Linked DNA regions of Mus musculus: region 1 is linked to region 2. The links are chromatin contacts, called in public Hi-C maps. All regions are on one chromosome and are shown on one strand. The core of a region is the stretch at or near the end of the contact, and the rest is flanking DNA. Distances in the headings are between cores, read along the strand shown. Region 1 overlaps Gm32622 (a long non-coding RNA gene). Region 2 has its middle 110 kb from the start of Slc4a3.

The links. Hi-C and Micro-C count contacts between places; a contact is called where the count stands out from the background.
Region 1: a Hi-C map of cerebral cortex shows a contact between it and region 2, with 7 times the contacts expected there. The contact joins two enhancer-like sites. A contact is called at or near these places in 1 of 484 Hi-C or Micro-C datasets (cerebral cortex) and 1 of 115 datasets of contacts at active chromatin or transcription factors (embryonic stem cells).

The regions. Positions count from the first base shown.
Region 1 is chr1:76,068,932-76,075,330 of GRCm38.p6, reverse strand. The region is part of intron 5 of Gm32622 (a long non-coding RNA gene); the gene reads right to left. Among named protein-coding and RNA genes, the nearest start is that of Gm32737, 23 kb to the left of the region's middle. Within about 2 kb of position 4,425, at least 31 of the 459 cell types and tissues checked have an H3K27ac peak or open chromatin away from gene starts, as enhancers often do. A contact at or near this core is called in cerebral cortex, where this site is marked.
Region 2 is chr1:75,652,238-75,658,815 of GRCm38.p6, reverse strand. No RefSeq gene overlaps it. Among named protein-coding and RNA genes, the nearest start is that of Slc4a3, 110 kb to the right of the region's middle. Within about 2 kb of position 4,810, at least 61 of the 459 cell types and tissues checked have an H3K27ac peak or open chromatin away from gene starts, as enhancers often do. A contact at or near this core is called in cerebral cortex, where this site is marked.

The sequences.
Region 1 (6,399 bases), core at 3,176-5,675, 420 kb before region 2:
ACACTTATAACTGGCTCAGCTGGCCCAGGCTGGACTTTAATGCTCTAAACTGATACCCTAGCCAGATAAGATATGATATGCTCAGTAATAAAGTACATCCTCAGGCCGAGTCATGCCTCATAATCCGACCTTACAGGTTCAAGTACATGACGGAACACCATGCACACAGGTGACAGGAAGCAGCTGTGTTCCATTTACACAGAGGACAGGAAAAGAGGGAAGGGAGCTGAAATTAAAATAGGCGTCTGTGGCAAGTATTAAGACAGAAATAAGAACAATGGTGTTATTGGGGAGGGGGGCACATGATTAGAGACTGAAGGCAAAGGGACCTTCTGGCACTGGGTGTGAGTATATGCATCAGTGGCATCTAGAGCAAGCAGTCTGTACATGCATTTCTCATAAAACAGAATCTTGAACAACATGAAAGAGGCATTTTGGTAGACCCCACGTGGTCAAAAATCAGCCATTTCATGTGATTCAACCTAATTCTCCTCCTGCCTTAAGTCAGAATCTTGATCATCACTTTGTCCTAGTTTCATTTGTGTTGCTGTGATAAAGTATCCTGACCAAAAGCAACTGCAGGGCAGAAAGGGGGGAGGGGAGTCATTTGGCTTGCAATTCCCTGTTATAGTTCAGCATAGCAGGGAAGTCATGGTGAAGCAGCTAACCAGATCATACACACGTAGTTAAAGAGCAGAGAGAAACACACACACCCATTCTTCTTGCTTGTTTCATCTAGCTTTCTCCTATCCTACACAGTATACAAACACACAGACACAAACACACACAGACACACACAGACACACAGACACACACACACACAGACACACACACACACACACACACCCCTGCCTGTCTGCCTGCCTGCCTGCCTGCCAGCCAGCCCAGGGATTGGTGCCACCCACAATAGGCTGAGTCTTCCTACATCAAACTCCACCCCCCAAGACATATCCATAGGCCAACCCTACCTAAGTATTCTCTTTTTCAGGCTCTCTTCACAGGCTGTGACAAGCTGGCATTTAGAACAACTCACACCTAGAGCATATCAGGCAATGGATAACTAACTGTGCCAGGAAAGTATAAATAAATTAATCTTCAAGTATCTAAAAGGAAAATAATTGACTGAATGACCAAGATCATCCTAGATTGTCTGGCACAGAGAGCAATCTGGTATAGCTTACTTCTTCACAGCTCTACTTTTTCATGCAGGAGGTCACCTTATAGACCCTTTTTCTACATTCTCGGGTATCATAGACATTAGTCATTTATAGGCACTGTCAGAAAATATCCTTTTGCTCCTTCAGGTCACTAGCAATGATGGCCAGTGAAAATTCTGTGGTTCACACCTGTCTCTAAATGTTTTTTGGATGACAATAGAAAATAAATAAATAAATAAATAAATAAATAAATAAATAAAAGATAAACCAAGGATTGTTTGCTTCAGAGTCTATTTCCTGGTTTATAAATATTCAAGAGAAACAAGCTCATCTGCAGGGAACATGCCTGTGCTTCTTCTGCGCTTTCGGCTTCTGAGCATACAGCACTCCCTCAGCATCATAACGTACACCGACTGTATCCTTTCACTTGTACAACCCTTGTGGCAATCCTTATTCATTTCCCTTTATATTCTCACACCCCACGTCCAACCTATCAGCAAATCTTGAAGCTTGTATTCCAAATCAGCCACAACCCACCATGCCTCATCTGTGCACATACAGACACCACACCCAAGCTACCAATCTCTCCTGATTACCTCAAGAGCCACTGACTGGTCTCCCTGGTTTTACTTGGCTCCCTATACCTTATATTCTGGGAGGCATAAAATTATCACCCTCCAAAGCTTCCGTTAACTCCCATTCACTCAAAGAAAAAGCCAAAGTCCCAACAATAGTTCTAAAGACCTGCCCCATGGCCTCCCATGAACCCTGGCTACCTTCCTGACTAAACCTGCACCCCAAGCCCACCCAAACTTCCACTCCAGTCTGACCTCCTTGTCAGCTTACCAACAACAGTATCTACCCTTCACCAGCTCTTTGTTTCTCGTCCCTCTGCTGTATTATATTCCCTTGACCTTTGTGTGATTTTAAAAACAGCTCTTCTTGCAAATATAAACTCTACTTGAGGACTCTTCTTTCAGCAAATAGAGTGCACAGAAATGACTGCTGTCATATAAAGTAGGTTGGCTTTCTCCTTGTTCTTAGAAGCCAGCATGTGAAGAACAACTGAGGACTCCTACAAGAGTAGCCTCCAGCCCCAGGAAGCCATCTTAGCACAGACCTTCTCAATAGTTTTACTCGCTCTCATGACAAGAGTCTAAACTGCACACATCCAGCTTAGCTACTCTTTGACTTATGACCCTCAGACTCTGTAAACAAATATGTTGTTATTATTTTAGCCTTTCTGTTTGCAGAAGATTTGTTGTACAACAACTGAGATCTAACATAGCCCTGCTGCCATCTGGATGTGTCCTAAATCTTGCTTATCTATCCTGTCTATTGATGTCTCCTCCAAGGCCTGAGTTCTGTGAGGGCAAGGATGTTTATTCATTTTGTTCATTACTGTGCTCCCCAGTCTCAATACAGTTAAATGAATCACACTTCTGCTTTAATAATGAATTAAGTCAGTATCTAAGACACACGCACATACAATTAGATCAGCAAAAATGTACTATTTACACATATAAACACACACATACACTTTGATATCTATCAAAAATAAATATGGATTTGGATTGAAGTTGTGGGTAGAAATGATTGCCCTGGTCACACAGCAGTCACTTGCCATTGTGACCATGGTATTAAACTAGTGACCGACGGTAGGAATGACCTATTTTCCTACTGAATGCTAAAGATGGACTCTCATCAAGAAACAAGTCAACTGGTCGGTTACTTACAAGCTATTGGTCTTTCAGACAGACAAACAACAAAAAGGCTGGCACATCTTCCTACATCATCCTGATTGTCTTGGTTCAGGAAGTCTGGAAGGAGGCCTTAACCTCTGTCTATAAAAAGCTTCTAGATTATTCTACTGTACAACGAAGACTGAGGGTCCCCTGGCTGGATGTTGATCAACTATAGGTGATAGTTGGAGCCATTGTCAGGTTGTACTGGAGGCATTTCACAGAAACTCAGCATCTCTGAAGTCTCCTTCCTCTTGGTGTTTGCTGTTGCTGGGCACTGTGGTAAATCTTGAGAGAGTGCAGAGCTTGACAGAACTCAGGATCTGGGACATGAAATCGGACTCTTACCAAAGGAGACATCCAACCTAAAAGGACAATAGTCAACATTCACCCTCAGTCTTGCTTTTCCCACCATCCAAGCCTAGACTCACTCTACACTGAAACATCCATCGGGCTGAGGATAGATTTGCCATTCATCATCATCACCATCATCACCATCATCACCATCATCATCACCACCACCACCACCATCAAAAAGACACAGACAGGAGCTGAACAGCAACTGATTCCAGGGCAGAGCTGAAGCCACCTATGGAAAATGTGCACATGGGAAAGGTGGAAAACTCAAAGGGAACCTCAAGGGACACCAGAATTTAAGGACTTCCCCTGAAAAAGGAACCTGCTGTGGCATCTAAATTGTAGGGTCTTGGACACTAAAAGGAAAGCCAAACAGCAAAGTCCTTTAAACAAAGGCACGGCAGAAGAGACCATTCTTTACATTTAGAATTCGGCAAAGTAAGTTATCTAAACAAGGGGAACCTCCATCCGACTAGCTCATCCCGGACTAACAAAGAAGACAACGCAAAAAGTGCTGTGCACACAGCTAGGGCTCTGCTACCCCAGGGCTCCAATGTTCTGGCCATCCATTAACCATTCTGGCGTTTGGGAAATGGAAATCTCAATTGTTTTAAGAGTCTTTCCTTCCCCCTCTGCTGACCAATACCGCAGGAAAAAGAAAATCCCTTTAAAGTAAGTTCTTCTTTTTCAGATGTAATATTCAGTGAAAACCGTTGCATGTGAGATCATTTCTGTTCCTGTTCTCTGAGAACTGGGAAACGCTACACTATGTATAAGGGAGGTTGTAACTGGCTCCATTGGTGAAAGAAACAAACGGCAGGCATATGCTAATTCTCAGAGTAGTAGCTGACAGCATTATTCTTCATTTGGAAAGTATTTCAGTACTGAATGGAAGAGCTAGAACAAATATCCTCAGGCATTCTTGCGATTCCAGGGAGCTGTCAGAGGCAGAGATTAAACCCGGAGTTCATTTGGGTTACATGACGCCCTGGGCTCCTCGGCTGCTGACAACACGGAGTACCGGCCTCCCCTCTTGTTGCTCACCACTCATCCCTGCCTGCCTCATGGAAGGTGTCTAAAGGCTGCAGCCCCACAGTACCGACAGTACCACACGGCAGCTCTCCAACCTTCGGGCGTGGCGTGGGCCGAGACATAATTGATGCTGCAGCAGGTGGTGAGCTGACGGACGTGGGAGGTTGGAACTCCTTGTTCCCTCTGCCAATTAATTCCTAAGAAACATTCTAAAGAGAGACTTCCAGTCCTCTTTCTACTCCCTCTAGCTGGGAGGGGAGGCAGGATTCAGAAAAACAAGGAGAAAAGGAAGACAGAAACAGTCATTCATTCCTGCCATTCTTGGGGGGCAAGGCTTCTCAAGCCTTCTTCAGCACCCCAATATTTGGACAAGATCGTGATTTGCTATGGGGATGTTCTGTGCACTATAGATGTTTGGCAGCACTCTGCTTTCTACCTGTAAGATGCCAGCTGAACATCCTTCCAAGTTCCCATGATGGCTGCCATTATCTCCTGCTAAGAATTCCTACTCTGAAGCAGAGTATGGCACGTGCTTGTCACAAAACTCAGGAAGCTGAGGCAGATGGACCAGGGGTTAAAGCTACCCTTGGCTACAAAGGGAGACATTTTCTCAAAAGAGAGAATCACTCTGCTAAAGAGCACCACCCCCAACACACATGCATACACAAATGGCCCAGCAAACCAGACAGGCTGTAAGCAGTAGTACCTACAGTCCGTGCTATTATTCTAACCAGTGCTCTCCATGTAAACCGACGCTACTTACATATGCAACAAAACCATTAAATGAAAAATAACAAAATCTCTAGCAACAGCACCACCTTGCTCATTCTGAAATCACACACACAGACAGCAAAATCCTCCATCATGGTTGGGTAAGCCTCATGGTCACCTTAACATATGGTAAACCTGGAATCCCTGTGGTCCCTGTTTCTGGATGTCATCCCAGCCATTCTGCCTTGACCTTCCTCTTGTGGGTCCCAAAACTAGCTTGGATGAAGAAGGAAAAGACTGGCTATCAGGATTCATGGTGAGAGATTCCTCTATATCATTTACCAGTTGCAGAACTTTCAAAACATCCCTGGGCCTTCCAAAGATGCTCTGCTCACTTAAAGCCTCCATGAAGCCCAAGTACAAGTCATGTGGCTTCTATAGAACAGCAGGCAATGGCCAGGACTCACTTTCTTGTTGTGTCTCACGAGGGTCAGGATTATTAGCAGGCCAAGTGAATGGTCCAGGAATAAGGCTCCTGAGGTAAATTTGTGGAATTCACCTTTCCACTCAGTTCTTACTTCGCTGGAAGTTGCCTTTGGCTGACATGCAAACATATGACAAGAACTCCAAGCAATTTCTTCATGAAACACTGTCCAACAAACATCAACAAATAGCTAATGTGAACCGCCTGTGAGTACTCAGGTCACGTCAGTGAAGAAAGCAGATCAGATGACGGCCTGAGGAGGGCTTACTTTACCAATGACAGAGGAGTAGGTGTATGTAAACAGTGAACAAACAGGAAGACGAGACGGAGAAATAAATTACAGTGTCCTGGAAGCCAATAGATGGTGTGGGGGTGGAGCAAGCAAAGGACATCCAGTCACATATGTGTAACAGGGCAAGGGCAGTTATAGCTTGGCACTGGCATCGTGGATGAGAAGTGAAATTTAGACAGAGATGCTGAGTGGGTTGTTTCTGAGCTCCCTGGGGAAGGAATTTCCAGACATGGACCATCTAACCAAATGTTATAGTATTCAAACATCCACAAGAGGCAATCATGTTGACAGGAATAGAACAAGCCAGGGGAAGACTAGGAAATGGGGTCAGATGTCTTGCCGGGAAGAACTGAGGTGTCTGGCAAGCGTGGAAGGCACTACTCCATCTTAGCTGGAGTGCAAGTCCCTAGGGATACAAATCAACCCTTGAGTCCCCGACATAAGAAATGAGCAAGCCACCAGAGAGTGTGAGGTACCAGAGGAAAGGGGTCACGTGGCTCCAGGAAAACATGATTGAATTCTACGACCATGATCTTTTGAGGACTCGTTTATATGCAGTGGAGGAGGCAGTGGTCTCTGCCCTATGCTATTTAGAAATTATTTAGGCATCTCAGGTGCTATCAG
Region 2 (6,578 bases), core at 3,561-6,060:
GCTGTTAACTAGATGCCTACCATGTTTTGTCAGTCTGCACAAGCAAGGACCTTGACAGACTGCAACAGAAAGCCTACCACAGCCCATCTTGGCTCCTCAAAATTGATAATGGAGCTGGGAAGCAGTGGTGCACACCTTTGGTCCTAGCACTGGGGAGACAGAGGCAGGTAGACCTCTGTGAGTTCGAGGCCAGCCTGGTCTACAGAGTGAGTTCCAGAACAGCCAGGACTACACAGTGAAGCCCCATTTCCAAATCAAAAAAAAAAAAAAAAGACAGAGGTGGAGAGACAGCTCCGTGGATAAGAGCGTTTGCTGCACAAGTGTAAGAACCTGAGTTCGTAGTCCAGTACTGACATTTTTAAAAAGCCTGGTGTTGCCAGACTGTAACCCCAGCACAGGGGTCAGGCCAGAGACAAGAAGGTCACTGGGGCTTGCTGGACGCCAGCCTAGCTCCAAGTTTAGTGAGAGACCCTGTCTCAAAGGAATAAGGTAAAGAGTATACTTGACATCATTCTCTGGCTTCTGCACAGGTGTACACATATCCTGGTATACAGCATCTTCACACACGCGTGTGCACCCCTCACCCAGCTCTCAAGAAATAAAGATGAGACACCCAGGGCTGCAAAATGCCAGAACAATGGCCTGTGTTCAACACCCTCTGGGTTATAAGAACCACCTATCTTTTTTCTGCCTAAAGGATTTTGTCCATGCAATATCTTTTGTACTGAACATAATAGTAAATAAAGAAAGTCTTAGACTCCACCATAGGCAATAAATTAAAGGGAGCCAACTTCTGTACAACAGTTCTATGAGTGGGCAGACAGGTAGCATAGTGCCTGTTTTGGACAATGAAACACTGTAGGCAGACAAGGCACAAGTCCACACAACAAACCAGAGTAAGGCAAAATTAATATGGCATTAAAACATAGCCTCTTTTCTGTCCTGCCCATAACAGTCATCATCAGTATATTGCAGTAGCCTTCAGCCCCGCTATGGTCTGTCTTCATAGCCCCGTGAGCCCAAGATTCTTGTTGTCAAGTTAGCAACCTAATGAAAATCTCCTGGATTCTTGAGTTGATAGCTATCATGAGTCACTCAGACCTGACCTCTGACCCAGCTCTGATGCCACCCTCTGCCTCCTGCTCCTGACTCTTGCCTGGCAGTCTTCTCATCACTCCTCCCCTGGCTCGGGTTTTTCTTCACGCCCTGGGATACGCAGAAAGCACCTGGGCCGCGTCAAGAGCGCCTCCCAGGACTTTACAGCAGCGCAAGAATGCTGAAGAAACGAGGCCCGCATGACTGAAATAAGGAACCCACGACCCCTAAAAGAGACAGAGGGAGGTCGGGAGATGGTTCGCAAAAAGCTCTTCGTGTTCCGGAGCACATCCAAAAGGTGCCCCATCTCCCTGCAGCCCGGCAGAGAAGGTGAAAGACTCCAGTCCTTGCTTTGTCTGCTTTATGGCTAGGTTTCTGCCTTCAAGGTAAGGAACAGATGTTTCCTAAGCTCCCGGGGATTTGTCTGCCTTGTTCACACCTTCAGCAGACAGTTCATTGCCGTTTTAATTTATACGGTTCTGTTTCGCTGGTGGGACAATAACTCTCGCTCCACTTTAAGTCACAAAATGGTGGCATAAGAGAAAGCTGGGCTGAACCTCATTACACCTAGCTGTGTGTTCCCCTGCCACTTGCCGGTCTGCCTCTTGCCTGAATCCAAACACAGTCAACTCGCCAGCCCAGATTGCTTCCTCTATCCGGGCTCCGGGCATCAGTTTAGTGATCTGTAATCTGAAGTTTGAAGAGACCGATACCATTGATTCACAAGGTCCATTCCAGCTCTGACATCTATTAAACTCTTACTTGTAAAAAGGAGGCTTTCAATCTCTGTGTGGCTTGTACCATCCAGAGCCTGGACGTGCATCCCACAATGCCTTTCTGCTGTGCCCTGCCGTTGAGGCTTACAGCAACAGAGGGAGAATCATTCCCAGCTGCTGGGAGCCTAATCCAGCTGCCATGTGGGGAGTTTTGTCATGCCTATTTCACAGTGGGTCATGTCAAGTCAACATGTATTTCTTAAGTGCCTCTGACAAGCCCAGAAAGAGGGTGGGACCCCCCCTGAGGCCTCAGCGAGTTCATCTGAATGGAAAAGCTTGTTTTGCTGGACTTCAGGGGGTCTCCAGCCCTGAAGGCTTGAGATTCAGTAATCCGTTGGGAGGAAAGATGCTCAGCCCCACTCCCAGACCAAGGCTCCTGTCCCAAGTCCAGATACCCAGCCACTTGGTCCCAAGGCCTAACCCACATGGAGACTAGGGAAGATACCAGTGTGCTTTTTACAGACAGGCACACCTCTGAACCGTCTATGGGGCTGAGTCCAGTCCCACTACTTCTACAGCTCCAAGATCTCTGGGCCACTCTGAGGTGGGTGGGGAAGACGCAGATTGGACGTATGCGGAATGATTTAAAGAAAGTCCCCCACACAACCACACAGTATCCCACACAACCACACAGTATCCCACACAACCTCACAGTATCCCACACAACCTCACAGTATCCCACACAACCACACAGTATCCCACACAACCACACAGTACCCCACACAACCACACAGTACCCCACACAATCTCACAGTCCAACCTGAAACTCTCAGCACAGGCAGCCAGAGTCTTTGCATGCAAGCATCTTGCTTCCAGAAGTTTCCTGATAAATGCAAATGTACACAGAAGACTAGCATGTGCTCAGACTTCTTTTCCCAGTGTCACCAACATTTTCCACCCCCTACCCGGAACCCCCCCCCCCCATTGCTCCTCCCCAGGTCTCTAAGTACAGAACAAAGGCTTCTAAGAAACACAAGAACTTCCCCATCAAGAGAGAGATAGGAATCATTTTTTTTTAAGAAAAACACTTAGAGAGGAATAAAAAGTTCACAAACACGCATGCTCTTCGACTTACACTCTATTTTGTGTCTTCAACCAGACGAAGACAAGGGAATCAGAGGAAAAAAAAAATCAGTTGGCAAGAAGAAAATAGGAGGTAATACAGAGAACTTTTTAAATCCACTATTTTATGAGAGTTTTTAGAAAGAGCATGCCTCTGCCTTTAAGGAATTATGAATCCCATCGCTGTTTCAGTTGGCCACCGGAAATCTCCTCAAATTATGACACAGATTTATTATTTAATTACAAATGGGTAAGCATTAATTGTGAGTGGGGAAATTCTGAAGGGTAATTGAAGCTTGGATCAGAATGAGGACGAGGTCTCGGTCCTCCTTATGGGGACATGGGGAAGCAGGAAAAAAAAAATCATGACTTTACCCCACACTAGCAGCAATTGGACCAGGTAGAAGAGTTTCCTAAATACATCTGGTAAACCTGAGACGGTGATTAAAGGAGACTATGTCCTCGCATTTCTTCTTGCTCCAAATGTTTTTAAAACCATCAGTTGCCATTTGCTATGGACTTAATTGTGGGCCCACAGTAGTTTGTATACTGCATCCCTAGTCCCCAGTTAGACTTATTTGGATGTCGGGCTTTAGGGAGGTATTAAAGGTTCATGGAGTCCTAGGGCCCTAACCCGTTAGTAGTGTGTCCTTGTAGGAAGAGTTAATAGACACTCCATGGAGAAAGACCCTTCCATGGCCATACAGGGGGGAAAAAAGGCTATCTAGAAGCTGGGAAGAGAGCCCTCACCATAAATTAAGTTTGTGGGGCTTCTCGCCTCCACAGAGAGAATATAAATGCCAGTCACTTAAGCCTCCCAGTGTGCAAAGTCTCTTTATGGCACCCTGAGCAGCTAATGCAACATCTGTGCAAAAGAAATGTTCTGCCCAAGGGATGAGGCTCGCTGAGGCAGTCAACAAACAGGAGTGAACCATCGTCTAGACAATGGTTTTATAGCAGAAGCTGTGATAGCGTCCTCAACAGGATTCTCCCCACAGCAGCTCTAAGCCTCTGCTTCCACAACCTCCCTCCAATGCTGGCACCAACTTAGGTGCGCCCTCCTCAGCCTGAGGAGGAACAGTGCTCAGTACCCAGGCAATGGGTACTGACTGTCTTCTCCCTTGAGTTTGCCTCCGAAGCAGTCGGAGCCGTGCCGTGGAGTCCAGGCTCGGCCTATCAGGGAGTAAAACAATGTCGCCGTGGAGAACCGGAAAACGACAATCGTTCCTGACAAGCACTCCATGAGCGCATGCGGCCTAGGTGCACCTACACCTGGACGGCTTTCTGAGTCCTAAAGGACTGGTAAAGACTGGTGTCTAGGCCAGGGACAATGTCAGGGGACACACACCTTCAGGAGGCCAGAGTTTCACAGTGTGAGGGCGATAAAGGGATGTTAAATAAAACTGGGGAGACAGGAAGGAAAAATAGCTAGGCCAAACGTTAATTTCAGGAGAGGAATCGGATTGAGGCTGAAAGCTGGAATAATCCCCTCAGCTTTTGACTAAACTCTAGCTAGAAGAGCAGAAATCTATACTTGATCATTTAAAAAGAAACAACTTTTGCTTCAAAGCTTTTAAAGAAAGATAAGAAAAAGGAGGAATTTTTTTCCTTCCCTACAAATATTTGCATTTTTTTTTTAATTTGACACTTTTAACGTCAGGCAACAGGGGACTATGGTTTGATTGGTTGGTTGGTTTTGGATACAACCGAGGGTCACAAAGGCAAGAGTACTCATACATCAGCAAACAGGACGAAGTCGTGTGATTTTTTAGTGCCTCAAATACGCCCACCAAGGCTGATGTCTAATTGCCAATGGTCCAACAATCAGTTCACAAAATTCCTGGCTACTTAACCAGTCTCTAGCAAGTACACCAGCTGGCTCCAGCACACTTTTGCAAGGCATTCTGGGTAAGCAGATGGCAGCTGGCCCAGCACAAAACCACAGACCAGAGAAACCAAGGTTTCAGAGGGCGATGTGAGGAAGCCCAATAGATCTTCCTCCCCTGGATGCAGCTCCTCGCAGGCACTACAGGGAGCTACGGACCTAGTCATTAAGCTACCCACCACCTAAGGAAGAGACACATTCCGTTCTTTAGGAAGGGTTGCCTAGACCCCGGCGCACTGTGATGGCGCCACCTGGTGGCCAAAGGAAAAACAGCCACGGAGAATCTCAGATTTCCACCACGTTTTTAAAATTCTGTATGAAATTGGTATTTCAGGAAAGAAAAAGAGTGGGGGAGGGGAATCGAAGGGAGGGACAGAAAAGGACTGGAAGGGGGTGCTACAGGAAGGGAGGGAAGGGGGAAGGAGGAGATGGGATGGAAGAGTTAGAAAAGATCTTAGCTAATCATTGGCAAACCAAAAGCTCAACTTTCCCAGGCACTTCCTAAAAATGCCCACTATGTCCCCCATAAAGAAAGATATTAAAAATGAATTACTGAAATACTTTTAATGATTTGGCCAGACAAACGCTGAGTGGTTTACCTCACTACTAGACAGTTCCATCACTCAGCTGTCGTGACCATCTATAGATACTTATGACTGGCCTATACTTTGGATATTCATGTATAATTCATCTAAATTCATTCTATGGCCCAACCTTCGAAAGAACTGCTAGCATATGCTTTTGTTTCCATAACAAAGCCAAACACAGAAGCCAGGGTAGGGTATGTACCTCTCCAGCTTAACCCTCAGTGCCTGGCACTGGCCTCTCTGCTTGGCCAGGGTTCAATACAGCCTGGTCCTAGTTAGTTCCTGGTTCCTCTGCAGAAACTCTCTCTAAAGGTTCATGCCAGTCACCTGCAGGTATTTATAGAAATCTAAGCTTTGGTTCATAAGTCAGAGAACTGGGCAGAATTGGAGCTGGCACCAGTAAGCATTAGAGTAATAGTTGATGAAACAGATTAATTAAAGAAATGCATTAACATGCATAACCGAGTGGCTCTTATTATATGTATGTGAGTTGTCCAGCTAGAGTAAAACATTTAAACTCTGTGTCTGTCTGTGTGTGTGTGTGCGCGCGCGCGTGCATGTGTGCGTGCATGTGTGTAAGAAAGCAGAGCTCGCCTTGATGATGTGTATTATTTCCACAGCCTCTGGCTGAGCTTCAAGCTCAAAACACCTTTGACTAAACACTCAGAAGCCGGTTACTGGGATCGATAAAGGAGAAAGAGTGACCTCTGCTGGCCAAGTGAGATTTTTTTTTCCCCAGCCTCTGGTCAATTTCCCAACTCTACAATGACATGATGTGTTTACAGAAATGCAGTAATGCCCTCTGCAGAATAAATGATCGGCTAATTTTTTTCTAGACTGGTGATATTTACAATCCCATCAGCAAAAAGGCCATGGCTTGTTTGGCTCAAAAACTCCTTAATGATTTGTAGAAATGAGATTCAATTAGGTTTTTTTATGCTTAATAATTATTCAGTAGAAAAAATAAGAAATGTTTTCATGTGGCAAACAATCATTTATTTTCTTTGCTTCTTGTTTATATGTCATTGATGAAATGAATAATTTGCAATTTATTTTGAAATATAGAAACTAACTAGGGTAATGATAAAACTGTTGCCCCTAAGTATCTCATTAATATCTGTAGTCATTTGATTGCTAAGCCCTCAATTTAGGAACTGAATTGTTATTTTTTGC